Regions from separate parts of the Sus scrofa genome. Here region 1 is linked to region 2. The links are chromatin contacts, called in public Hi-C maps. All regions are on one chromosome and are shown on one strand. The core of a region is the stretch at or near the end of the contact, and the rest is flanking DNA. Distances in the headings are between cores, read along the strand shown.

What was found. Hi-C and Micro-C count contacts between places; a contact is called where the count stands out from the background.
Region 1: a Hi-C map of liver shows a contact between it and region 2, with 9 times the contacts expected there. The contact joins two enhancer-like sites. A contact is called at or near these places in 4 of 47 Hi-C or Micro-C datasets (liver and skeletal muscle).

The regions. Positions count from the first base shown.
Region 1 is chr1:23,766,653-23,773,387 of Sscrofa11.1, reverse strand. All of the region lies in intron 1 of LOC106508831 (a long non-coding RNA gene), which reads right to left. Among named protein-coding and RNA genes, the nearest start is that of TRNAE-UUC, 390 kb to the right of the region's middle. Within about 2 kb of position 2,182, at least 8 of the 83 cell types and tissues checked have an H3K27ac peak or open chromatin away from gene starts, as enhancers often do. A contact at or near this core is called in liver, where this site is marked.
Region 2 is chr1:23,668,009-23,674,634 of Sscrofa11.1, reverse strand. No RefSeq gene overlaps it. Among named protein-coding and RNA genes, the nearest start is that of TRNAE-UUC, 290 kb to the right of the region's middle. Within about 2 kb of position 1,879, at least 21 of the 83 cell types and tissues checked have an H3K27ac peak or open chromatin away from gene starts, as enhancers often do. A contact at or near this core is called in liver, where this site is marked.

The DNA.
Region 1 (6,735 bases), core at 933-3,432, 98 kb before region 2:
AACAGTTAGAGGATACTCCATTTTCTTTCTTGGGAGGTCAGAGCATTTGATTTCTACATAAATATTCAGTAATGATCTTTCTGAAAAAAAAATTCAGTTAAAAAGGAAGACTAGTATTGCCAAAAAACCTAAATGAATAGGAACACAAAATTCTACCATTTTAATAGTTTAATACCATGCTTAGCATATTTAATATTGCTTTGTATGGTTCTATTTTCAGATTTTCTAAATCCCTTGGGTTGATACACTAAAATCTTGAAACAACATAATGATTTACCACACCATATATTGCTTCTGGCAAAGATCCATTGCCAAGGCACTGACTTTTATTTTCTTCTTGCCATGGTAACTTCTTACTGTCTCATTCCACTCAGAAGAAGAAGGAAAATCTTTTGAGTATCAACTTCCACATGTAGTTAAAGAATAAGCAGGAGCCAGGGAAGGTCCAGACACGTTTCTTTAGACAGTATGTTGTATTGTGTTCAGCCAAGTTTGGGACAGTTGAGAATATATATCCTGCCACATCTCACTGCTCTACTAATCCTTCTTCTTTGGCTGCCACTGCTCATAGCATTCTGTGCCAACAAGTCTCAGAACTGCTCAGTCTCTATGGGTGAAAAAATCATGGCAGTACATGATAATGGTGATAATGGACTATGTTTTTTTATATCTAGCTTTCAGTCGAACCACCAATACCCTTGGAGGAAGATATATTCATCCCTATTTTACATATCAAATATCATCCCCAAGTTTACATAGCTATCAAGTGACAGAGCTAGGACTTAAGTAAAATCTGCCTGACATCAAAGCCAAGACCATGTCACCACAAACATTGCTTTTTCACAGATGTTATTTCTCTCTTACATGATGACTATCTAGATCAGGGGTTAGCAAACTTTTTTTTTCCTGTAAAGGGCTGGATAGTGAGAACTTTAAGCTTTGCAAACTGCTTATGACTATAATATATTCTTAGTCTTTTTTTGTTTTACATAGAGCCTTTTATAATGACTATTGCCAAAAAGATAAGAGAACAAATGTCAGCAAGGATATAGAGCAAAGGGAACCTTGTGCATTGTTGATGTGAATTCAAATTGATACAACCATTATGGGAAACAACATGGAATTTCCTAAAAAATTAGGACTACCCTACAATCCAGAAGTCCCATGTTTATTGCCATATTATTCAAAATGCCAAGAAACAAGAGAAAATCCAGATGAAGAAGATACGTCTGTAATACATATATACATATGTAAATATATGTATTTATATATATATATATGTCATATGTACTTCAGCCTTAAAAAATAATATCCTACAGAACATTGTAAATCAACCACACTTTAAAAAATTAAAAACAAACAAACAAGCAAACAAAAAATAATATCCTGCCACTTGGGATAGAATAGATGTCCCACTTAGGACAATATAGATGAACCTAGAAAAGAATATTCTATGTAAAAAGGGTCAGACACAAAAAGAAAAATACTGTATGATCTCACTTATATGTGGAACCTAAATAAGTCTAATACACTGAAGTGGAGGAGAGCAGTGGTGTCTAGGGTGGAGAGTTAGGGGAAATAGGGAGATGCTGGTCAAAGTGTACAAAGTCACAGTTATGCAGGACAAGTAAGTCAAGAGACCTAATGTACAGCATGATGATTTCAGGTCACAGTATACTGGACATTTGCTGAAAGAATAGATTTTAGGTGCTCCCCCCACAAAAAAATAAAGGGAAAAAAGTTAAAAAAAAAAACATACTTAGTTTTGAGGCCATATGAAAATAAACTCCAAGTCAAATTTGGCCAACAAACTATAATTTGCAACCTGTGATCTAGAGGGTGTACACACCATTTTTTTCACTCACTTTTACTTTTTGTTTGCCTGTTCATTTTTGTTTCTTTGTGTAATACTTTAAAAATAGAAAGCACTGTTGACTTTCAGGCCTTACAAAAATAAGCCCAAGCCAGATTTGGCATGGGGCCTTAGTTTGCTGAACCCGGCACTGGAGAAAGATAATGAAAAACTCCTCAGGGCCATTAATCATCAATTAAATGCTAAATGTGAAAGCCAGAAGGCCTCTTTGGCAACATATGTTTCAGTTACTCTTGCAGCATTACAGATCTCCCAAACCTTAGTAGTCCGAATCAACCATTGTACTATGCTCACAGATTTTGTGATCTGGAATTCAGAAAGGGCATATCAAGGATGACTTTTTTTTCTCCTCCATAATATCTGGGAAGACAGAACAGCTGGGAGTTTTGCAATGATTAAGTTCTGGAATCATCTGCAGGTGGCTTTACTAATATGTCTGGCACCTGAGCTGGGTTGACATGAAAGTTTGGCTCAGCTCAGAAATTGACTGTTCATGTGGACATGGCCTATCCCTGTGGACTGGGTTTCCTCACAGCATGTTGGCCTTAGGGTAATCACACTTCTTACATTGTGGCTTATAGTACCAAGAGGTAGAGTCCCAGCATGAGGCAGAAGCTGCAACTCATTGTATAGCCTAGCGTCAGAAGTGAGAGTCACTCTGCCGTACTGCACTGACTGAAGCAGATGTAGGCACAGATGCAAAGGAGTGTGATAAAGATCCCAACTCTTAGTTGATGAGTGTCAAAGAATTTGCGGTCTCTTATTTTTAAATGCCACAATCAACCTTCTTGCAACAAATTACAACTGACCTTATACAATGGGGTGGATTAGGGATGCTGAACCTCCATGCAGTGGAAAATGCACATATCATTTACAAATGGTGCCTCTGCATCCATGGGTCCTCAGTATCTGGTTCCACATCTACAGATTCAACCAACTATGCATTGTGTGGTACTGTCCTATGTATTATTAGGGAAAAAAATCCACATATATGTGGACCTGTGCAGTTCAAAACTGTGTTTTTCAAGGGTCAACTGTATTTTGATTCCTTCCATACGTAAAATGAACTTACCCCTTTCTAAAATTCACCCAAATTCTCATCTTATTTTGGCTTCAGGTCAGGCTGAAGGTACTGAATATTATCAATTCATCAGGTCTATATTACAGATGAGGCTCCTACAGTGCAGGGTTTAGGGTGAAGATCTTTATCTAAAAATTTATCCACAGAAGAGAAAAGTTGTATGCCCTATACACCCCCGTATACTATGGCAGGACAGGAAAAGGAAAGTTGCAAGTGAGTTACCTATTCAAATGCAGGAAGGAAGGGAAGCACAGAGCAGTCGCTATTCTGTGGTGATTCTAAAATTAAATAGGGCAAATGTCCAATTCCCTAGTTAGGGATCATTCCTGTTCTCTAGGACAGATTCTTCAGGGCTCTTTGTTAGGCCCTTCCAGCTCTTGGTTATCCCATTTTAGTCATCCTTCCATTACCATATAGTTGCAGCAAAATTTCATGGAATTTTGGTATCTAAAGGCCAATACTCATTCTGTATGATTTCTATCCCTTTCAGTCCAAAGAGGTACAATTCCTTCAAAACCCTTCTGGGTTTCTAATAATTTATAAATCCATTCTATTAGAAAAAAAACATACCAACTAATTTATTTAAGATGAGCTCTTGTCTATTTTGGGTTTGCTAAAGATGCTGAGTGGCAATGTTCTTAGTTTTTTTTCAGTGGGTAGTAAATAAGCATGCCATTTACATTATTTCAGTCCCCCTTTTTTTCTAACAGGCATCACATTTGAGGTACTTAGATTTTTTTTTCTGAGGATCTTACAGTTTCATCCTATATTTTATATTTTATTCAACTCTATTTTTATCTTGGAACTAGATTCTGGGAGCGCTGAATCAAAGGAAAACAAATGCAAAGCTAGAGAAGAAAATATTTATTGATATGGGAGCACTCATTCAGGATACAGCATTTAACAACCTGACAAAGATGTTGGGAGACACAGCTAACATTCTTCTAGGATAGTTCTTAGATAAAGCTAGAACACATTCTATGTGAATTTAAAAATGTCAGAACTGCTGTGACAACAAGAGTGATCAAAAGGCAGAGGGAAATGTTTGTGACAGCATGGATATGTTATGTAAGTCCAGAAAACCCAACAAATGAATCTGTTTCATAGGTAACCCCTGGGATACACTATTTTTTAAATTAATAAAGAATGTACAGATGTGGAGGGCACCAGAATGATGAAGTTCAGCAATACCACTCTCCTATAGGTTAAGGACCGATGCAAGGTGATTATAGAACTGGACTCTTTAATACAAATAAATATGAAAGGATCCTAAAATGAGGCAGGGTAAGGAAGAGGGCCTTTGTTCGTCAGAATTGAGGGACAAAAATTGCTGAATTTCTCACAGTTTTGGAGGCCAAGAGCCTGAGATTGGAAGGCAAGCATGGTTAGGTAAGGGCCCTCTTCCAAGTTAGAGCCTTCTCACTGTATCCTCACGTATATTCCACACAGTGCAGGGTGTGAGGAGCTCACTTTTATAAGGGCACTGATCCCAATTATGAAGGCTGCACACTCTCATGACCTAATCACCTCTCAAAGGCTCCACCTATCTGCTATCACCTTTGGGGTTAGGATTTCAACATATGAATTTGGGAGGAATACCAACATTCAAACCAAAATAAAAGTATTGAGTAGATGATATGCAGTTTCCAATCTTCCAAATGAATTGGGGTCTATATGAGTTGACCCTCAATTTAAAGACAAGAGTTTACATTAGAGTCCTCTCCCAGGGGTTTGTTAAGTTTTCTACCCCCTGTCATAATATAGTCCTTAGAGGTCTGAATCATTTGGGCAGCCTGCAGAATATAACTCTACCACACTCTATCAACAAATATATTTCCAGGGAGTTCCCGTCGTGGCGCAGTGGTTAACGAATCCGACTAGGAACCATGAGGTTGCGGGTTTGGTCCCTGGCCTTGCTCAGTGGGTTAAGGATCCGGCGTTGCCGTGAGCTGTGGTGTAGGTTGCAGACGCGGCTCGGATCCCGAGTTGCTGTGGCTCTGGCGTAGGCTGGTGGCTACGGCTCCAATTCGACCCGTAGCCTGGGAACCTCCATATGCCGCGGGAGCGGCCCAAAGAAATGACAAAAAAAAAAAACAAAAAAAAACAAAAACAAATATATTTCCAAAGGACTGCTTGGGAAAGTAGTGGAAGATATACTGAAGGTATTGGTAGTATGCATGTACTTGAGAGGTGCTAAATAACCCCCCAAAACATACAGGAGCCTATTTCTTCAACAAGTATGAGGGTATCCAATCATCTACAATGGATCCAGGTATTCTCTCCATTGTAATAAACAGATTATTTAATCTTGCACCTCCAACCATTAAGGAAAAACACAACATCTGATAGGATCCTTCAGAGAGGCTATTTCACACTTGTGAATATTTTTCTGATCCATATAACAAGTGATATTAATAGTTGTCAGCATCAACTGCACACTGAAATAGAAAAGGACCTAGCAGCTGCTTCAGGATGCACTAGTAGGTAGCTCTGAATCTTGGACCATATGATCTGGCAAGCCCAATACTATTAGATGTATAGGTGGGAATAAAACATGCTTTGTGGAGTTCCCAGAAACGTCCAATGGAATAACAAACAAGGCAGACTTCTAGTTCAATGAGCAAGACTGGCACGTGCAATAGAGACTTTTGAAAAACACAGATGGCATGTATACATGTGATCTATCCTTAATTTCTTGTAGTATCATAATTAACATGAATTTATTAGTCCCTATTAGAATTTGTTATCAATAGACTCATTACTCTGAGAAAAATCAAGTTTATCTTGAATTTTCTATTCAAACTTGATTACAAGAAAGCCAAAGAGATGAGGCAGTTTTATTTTTAATAGAAGAATTCTAGCTAATAAACACAGAAGGGATAATCAAAATAGAAATGTACAATTTGGCAGTACAAATAAAATAATGAAGACAAAGGATATAGGAATAAACTATCAATGAATGTGAAAACCATTATACAAAATGATAATGTAGACATTTATAATGATGACATCAGGTTAACAACAACTTGTTAAAAGTAGGACAGATTTTATGATTCATGTGATTTTATAGAGAATATACAGCAGTACCTGTAAAACATTCTGGACCCCTGGAGTTAAATAAGATGTTGAATCAAATCAAACATCTAGTTTATAGAAAACACAGAGTTGGAGGAATAAGTGAACATACCATGCCAAAGCAACCAGCCGTATCCAGAATGTGCAATATTCTACAGTATACATAACGTGGTTTCTCCAATTATGTATTCGTGTAAGTACACAAACATACACACAGCTTGCTCTAGAATAAAAAGGAGACTGACTCTGAAACAACAAATGCAGTGTAGCAATGTGAAATTTGTAGGATTTATGCTATTTCAGCAACTATAAAATTCATCTTTGAGACAACTGGGACAATTTCAATATGGACTAGATATTTGATAATTATATATTTGTTTTGGTATGATAATGGTAAGCTTTTGTTTAAACATAGTCATTATCATTTGGAAATATATATGAATGAGTATGATTGATATGACTTGCCTTCTTTTGAGATACTTTCAACAAAACAGGTGTATCTAGCAGTTACTGTTTGAAGAAGGTGAAAAATCCTTGAAACTTTGAGAATGGCATATGAGCCTTCAGTAACTTTTCCCCTTAATCATGTACATGTCTAATAATTTCTCAATAAATTTTTAAAAAGTCTTTATTTGAAAGACAAATGTAAGGATTTATAAAAACTTAAAAAATATGTAATAGGCAAGGTTTCTTTAACATTTATAGG
Region 2 (6,626 bases), core at 630-3,129:
AGACATTTTTCTTGCTAACTTTAATCACTTTTATGCATTAACATTTGGAATATCAACCTAGTGTTAAAGTAGTTTAATGCTGTGATCTATTTATTTTGTTTCTGTTTCACTTGACCTCCAAAACAATCTATGCCTTTAGAAATCAAAATAGTGGCTACTTTGGAGGGCTGAGTGGTGCATGTGAGAGGTCCAAGCGGCATCTCTTTGCAGGTACTAATGCATTTCTTGATCTGTGACTGGAAACACAGAGGTACTCAGATTGAAAGCATTCATCACTCTGTGCTGTTATGTTCTGTTCACTTCCTGGTACATATATTTTACTTCACTAATAATTTTATTCAAAAAGTAGCTAGTCTTTTTTGCAGCTATTTCTAAAACAAAAGTTAGAATAGAACAGAGAATTAGACTTCTTATTCATATTAGATGATTCTGGGATATTTTAATAATACAAAAGGAATAAGACTGATAAAAATAAAGTGATATGGACAATACAATATTAAATGTCAACTGAACTGCTGCATTATCCTCTTTTTAATTTTTAAAAAGGCTAAGGCTGGCATGAAAATAACCAGTGCTTGAGAATAACTTTATAATTTATGAACTTTGCAACATTACTGAGTTGCATTTGCAACTCTTTTAAGGAAGATTTATCAATCAATAATGTGTATTATATGCAATTATTATATAGTCATATATACATTATTACAATTAGATATAATACATTTTATAATATGTAATGTAAAAGTTAGACACATAATAATTATATAAAATATTTTAAATAGGATAATCTACCTTATTATTACTTGTCAACAAAGCTAAATTCTTTCAATATTGACAGGACATTCTTATATTAATTACCATTTAATATAATTTATTAATTAATTCAGTCTATTTATGTAAATACCTTAAGACCCCATATTCAAAATACTTAAAAATATTAAGCCAATGTTTTTAAAAATACTGAATTGGCTTGGTAATAAATATATCTTTTTTAGGTTTAGGATGTGATAAAGTGAAAATGCATAAAAGTTAGACAATTTGTTTGAGCTCAGTATGATAAAAGAAAATCCCAAACATCTCCCATCCTATCATGATTTATGCTCATTGATCAGCAATATTAACATCGCAAAAGTTGAACCAACTTTTCCCTGAAGAACTCCAAGACAAACATCAGGAAGTACCACATGCTGAAATATATATGTATATATACACTCTTTGTTCCTGCCATTAATTTCTTTCTCGCCTAAAATATACCTTTCACTCTTTTTCTCCCAAATTGAAGCCCTACAATTTCCCTGTACACCAAAAATTCTCTCTGTGTTAGAGCTTTACATAGCAACTCACTCAGCAGATGGACATCACAGCACATGTTGCTTACTGCCATGTTAACAGGTCCTTGCAGGAGAGCAAATGAAAAGATATAATAATGCAAGTCAAGAGGGATTCTGGGCAAATGTCTAGATTGTTCAGTTACAGATCTGGGCCCAGTGGAATTATCAGCCCTGAAAACCAGATGCCTGACATCTTTGCTGTGTCAGTCCATGCATCTGCAGCAGCTCTAAGCCTCCCCTCTGTGTTAGACAAGCAGGTTTCACAGCAGCAGCCACTGCAGTGCATGTCTGCCAAGCCTCTCCTGGGTCTATACACCAAACTGCTAGAAAACAGGACTCGACTGGAATTAGAAACTTGAATTTTCTATCCAAAGAAATAAACAGTACACAGCCTAAAAGGTTTTTTCTTCTCCATTAAACATACAGAGGAAATTTTGCTGCTGGAGCATTGCTCAATCCCCCACCATCTCAACGAGTTCATACTGTGTAAATATTGTGATCTTAATAAATAAATACTGAAGCACAGCTGGCGCCGGCAAGATATCGCTGTTAGGTTGCCGTGGCCCTGTTATCACCAGTGGGTGTTGCTAATTATTCTCAGAACTGAGGCTCTGGCATAGGAGGGGAAAGGAATGGAGAGGAAAGTCAACAGAGGTTGAAACAAAAATAAAACATTGTTTGTTTCGGTCCATAGCAAGGGCATTCCACCCTTGTGAAAACCAGAGATACATATAGCTTAGGTATGTGAGTTGCTTTTCTCCGTAAAAATGATTTAACAACACTATTTATTTCAGTCCTTGATTGCATTCCAGCTGATTAAAATTCACACCACTCGTTTGTAAGGGCAAGAGGAGGTAATTGGGGTGTTCAAAGGACAGCACTGTGAACCTGAATATCTTAAATGAATGAGTTTACCAACAGAAAAGATTTCTTTTTTCTTCTTCCCTTGTATTCTGGCAGGTGTGTTAACGACCTAGCTCTGCACATTGCACACAAAAGAGGTTCATTGTGCGTAACTGTCTTGACTTGAGAAAGCAGCTGCTTTTTAGATATGTTGTCAAGCAGGAAAGGAGCTGCATATGAATAGCTACCTTCTTTTTTGAAAATGCCAAGGTTAATTTTTAATTGCTGGCAGCAGAATAGCCCCTATGACCACAGCATTCCATGCAGGTAGAGTTTGTGCTGGCTCATCAAATTACTGCTGCCTCTCGAGTCATGTTTTGTTTTCTGACTCTGAGCCCAATGGATAAGCAGAGAGTACTGTTAAAGAGCTGCTGGCATCATGTTGTGCTATTACAGTAAAGAAGCTACTCTCAGTTACTACTGTCAGCATTTCATCGGACAACAGGGAGGTGTGACTTCAGAAAATACTAATTACCATACTTAAAAGTCAGATACTTCCTCCTAGTTCTCCTTCCTTTGCTGCTTCTCTCCTGGTCTACCTTGGCAACCCTTCTTAATCAACCCTTAACATGCCATTTTTCACTCCCATTGTTAAGTGGATTTAGATTCTAAGAGATGATTTGGAGCCAGCTGTTCCTATGCTTCTTACAGGGACATCTCTGTCCACTAAAATCTATTACTGGGTCTGAGACTGTTGGTAATCCCCTGCTGCTTTATTCAAAAATGACTCAACAGGAGGCAGTATATTCCGGGGTTTTTCTAGCCTAGGGAAGAAAAACATTCAACACTTGCTGAAACTATAGGGAAATTTCTGTCAGGCAGAGTATGTTTAGAAGAAACTCTTTGTTTTTTCATAGTTTTTATTCTTGCCAGGATTATTCAACCAAAGCCATTCTTCCTGTTATTCTGTGTCCCAAATAAATTTATAAAGCAAATAATAAAGCCATTAATGCCTGAAACAGATTGCATTTGTTTTGACTATTCCTATCTGAATGTTGTTTCTATAGTTGCTTGCTTGAGTCACTTTATTAGTAAAGTGATGTTCACTTCAATTAAACAGAGAACAAAATTAGCATCTTGCCTAGTTCTCAGTCATAACAAACATTGATGCCAGGGGCACAATTCAAAACGGCAATTATTTGCTAGTGGGATGTGCGCAAATATTGGGCACTGCATAACTTCTCAAGGTTGGGATAGCACCAGTCTCATTTCCTGCAGTACTTGCTTTCTATAATAGCAAACCATCCAAATCCATCTTTGTGAAGATATGATATCATCAAAATGAACATAGCAAATCTAATGTCCTACCAGTTGTTAGGATGTGTCTGTGTTTTCCCTGAACATTTAAATTATCACGTGGCATACTTTGAAGTTCTTTGTGTAGGTTAGGAACCATGGGTTTAGAGGTTAGGTTTTGCTTAATGCATTGACTTTGATCAGTATCAACGGTCCCTATTATGTGCTTCAAAAAATTTTAATATGAAAATAAGGAGTATACTCTCTCAACTTAGTTTTTAATGGATTTTTGATGTCCCACTAAATCTAGTAGATCTTTTTCCATGTTTTCCTTAGATTAAGTCATGTATACTACAGTCAGTATCCTCTATTTATTACCTTTGGTCTTGATAAACAGCAATAGACTTACCCACAGCACTACATACAGTGAACTGAGGTATGTTCTCATTGATGAGATATGAAACTGAGTTTCATTATTATCCAAATTAAAGATATAATAAAATTCTTTAATAATTTGAAGACTGGCATACCATACTCTCAACTAATTTTAACAAATCAAGACCTATAGGTCTGTGGCATTATTTCTTTCCTGTTTGCTTCTCTGAGGTTAGAAGCTGTATTAGGCAAGTGTATCACCTGACTATCTCTGGGGGATTCCTGGCATCACTGTTAGGAGACAGGGCTGCGGACTGGGATCATTTTAGAATTGTCATGAGTGAAGTGTGTTAGCTATCAAATACTATACTTCTGAGACATGGAGAAGATCCCTTGGGCCTCTAATGTGTTTGGAATAGTTCATTAGCAAACATTATTCTCAGGTAAATTCACACAGAAGTTTCCTCTTCCTAACTCACAGTTGTTGGAGAAAACAGAGCTGACATTTATTCTCACTCACCTGGGAATAACTAGTATTTGCCTTTTCAAAGAGCTTTCTAATGATGCAATTTATGTAGTGCTCAATTGTGAAATTTTTGACCCCATATCTGGAGTTATCCTACCTCTCAGAATACCACATCCCTGACCAACATGTAAGCATGACAAATGCATTATAGCAGCATCTTTTAGTGAAGAGTGACAGTAATGACAAGAGAGGGTAGCATGATAGACTGTGGATTCAGAGAAGGTTGAGTTTTTACATAGGTCCACTACTTATAGATGTATTACATTAAGCAGTTACTCTAATTCCCTAAGCTTCAACTTTTCACATATAAGATGAGAACAAAAATAACTCATATGGTAATTGTGGAAATGAAAATCATTATTGCATATAGAAAGCATATAAAGTCCTGCGTCTAGCATGCAGTGTATGTTGAATAAATTGCAAGAGTTATTGTCATGGCCAGTTACCATTATTAACGATAATGTCTGAACATCTGACAGGAAAAGAAGGCAGGTAGTTAATTGTCAGGAGACTTGTATATGTTTTGAATTGAAGGGGATCAAATTCAGAGTGCAACCTTTGGTTGTGCATTGTTCAGTGTACTGTTGGGATCAATGGTGCCCCTTCCATCCACAGTTGATTACAACTCCAGGAGCTTGCACTTTTTTAAAAAACTGGATGATATAAGTAATCACCAATTTTCCTATAAAAAGCTTTTGGAACAGTGGTCTATTTAGGATATATGTTAAGTAGCCTAATGAGATGTGTAATCTTGACAGGTAGATAACATTGATAAGGAATAAGAAGTTCTGGTGCAGGAGAAGGACAGGAGTTTGGGGAAGGGGAAAAGGATGGGAGGAATAAATTAGGAGTTTGGGATTAAAATATACAAACTATTACATATAAAATGGACAACCAACAAGGACTGACTTACAGCAAGGAGACTATATGCAATATATTATAATGAAATAATGGAAAAAAGAATATATATATTATATATATTTTCTACATATATACATATACAAAGTTTGTATAGTTTAATCACTTTGCTGTACACATGAAACTAACAAAACATTGTAAATCAACTACATTTCAACAAAATTTTTTTAAAAAAGGATCGGAGACCAGGAGAGTAGAATTTTCTTTGCTCTGCAGGTTTTCCCATTTAAGCAGTCCCTGTGACTCCCTAGAAATTTACACCTCTGTAGAGATATAGCAAATGGAAAAGTGTTCGTTTCCAAATCTGTCCCCTCTGAGGAACTCTCCTGCTGGGCTTAAACTGACTGTTCATTTTAGGCCTCATTTACTATTTTGTCTTCAGAAGTGTTTTCAGTATGAACAGTGAAAGTTGCTTTAATTTTACTTGTTCTTAACCTATTCATGAAAAAATAAAATTTTCAAAAACTGCAAGATTCAAAAAAAGAATAAACACAGTTACAAAGATTAGGTTCAGGTTTCAACAAAGAATTTACTAGTTTAGAAATTAGGTGCAATAGAATGATAAACCTATTTCCAAATATCTCCATGGGATATTTCACGACTAAAAAGTATTAAAATCCATTTATTCCACCTCACCAAATCCTTACCATATTATTAACTGTACTTCACCAAAGGCAGAATTTGATCTACCTGGGATTTGTGCTCATCCCAAAATTTTGGCAGGTTAGTCAAAACAAAAGGAAATTAAAAATCAGAGTCCTTGACTTCCAGGTGGTTGATTAGCTCCAATGGCAGTATTACCTTTGCTACAATTACTGTTCAAACTTAGAAATTTACTAACTTAAGAGCAAAGAAAAATCATACAAATTAAATTCAGAGGGTGAGACAATAGGTTTTTGAGAGATAAAGCATATTAGATCTACAGACATTTACTGAGGTGGAAGCAGGGCTAACTTAGTAGGTGTTTTGCAAAATGATATATTTAGGGTTAAGGAAAAAAGGAAAGCCATTTACGTGGTTTATAACAATTTAATTCACATGGCATAAGAAACATAAATGAAGGTAGGGTCCATTTGTTTAAAGGTGTATTAAGTAAATGCAAAATGACAGCAAATGATCAAAGACCTAGAACAGGTCCACTCAACTCTTGGTAGAGGTCCTTAACCACAAAACCTTGGTTTGCTTAAAAAAAAAAAAAAAAAAAAAGACATTAGCAAAAAGAAGATGGAAAATAATGAATGGCTAGGAGTTAGTGAACAAAGACAGTACAGAACTGAAAGGCAACTATCTTTGGTAACAATTGGGAGAGTTTTAGCCACATTCACCTAGACAGTTAC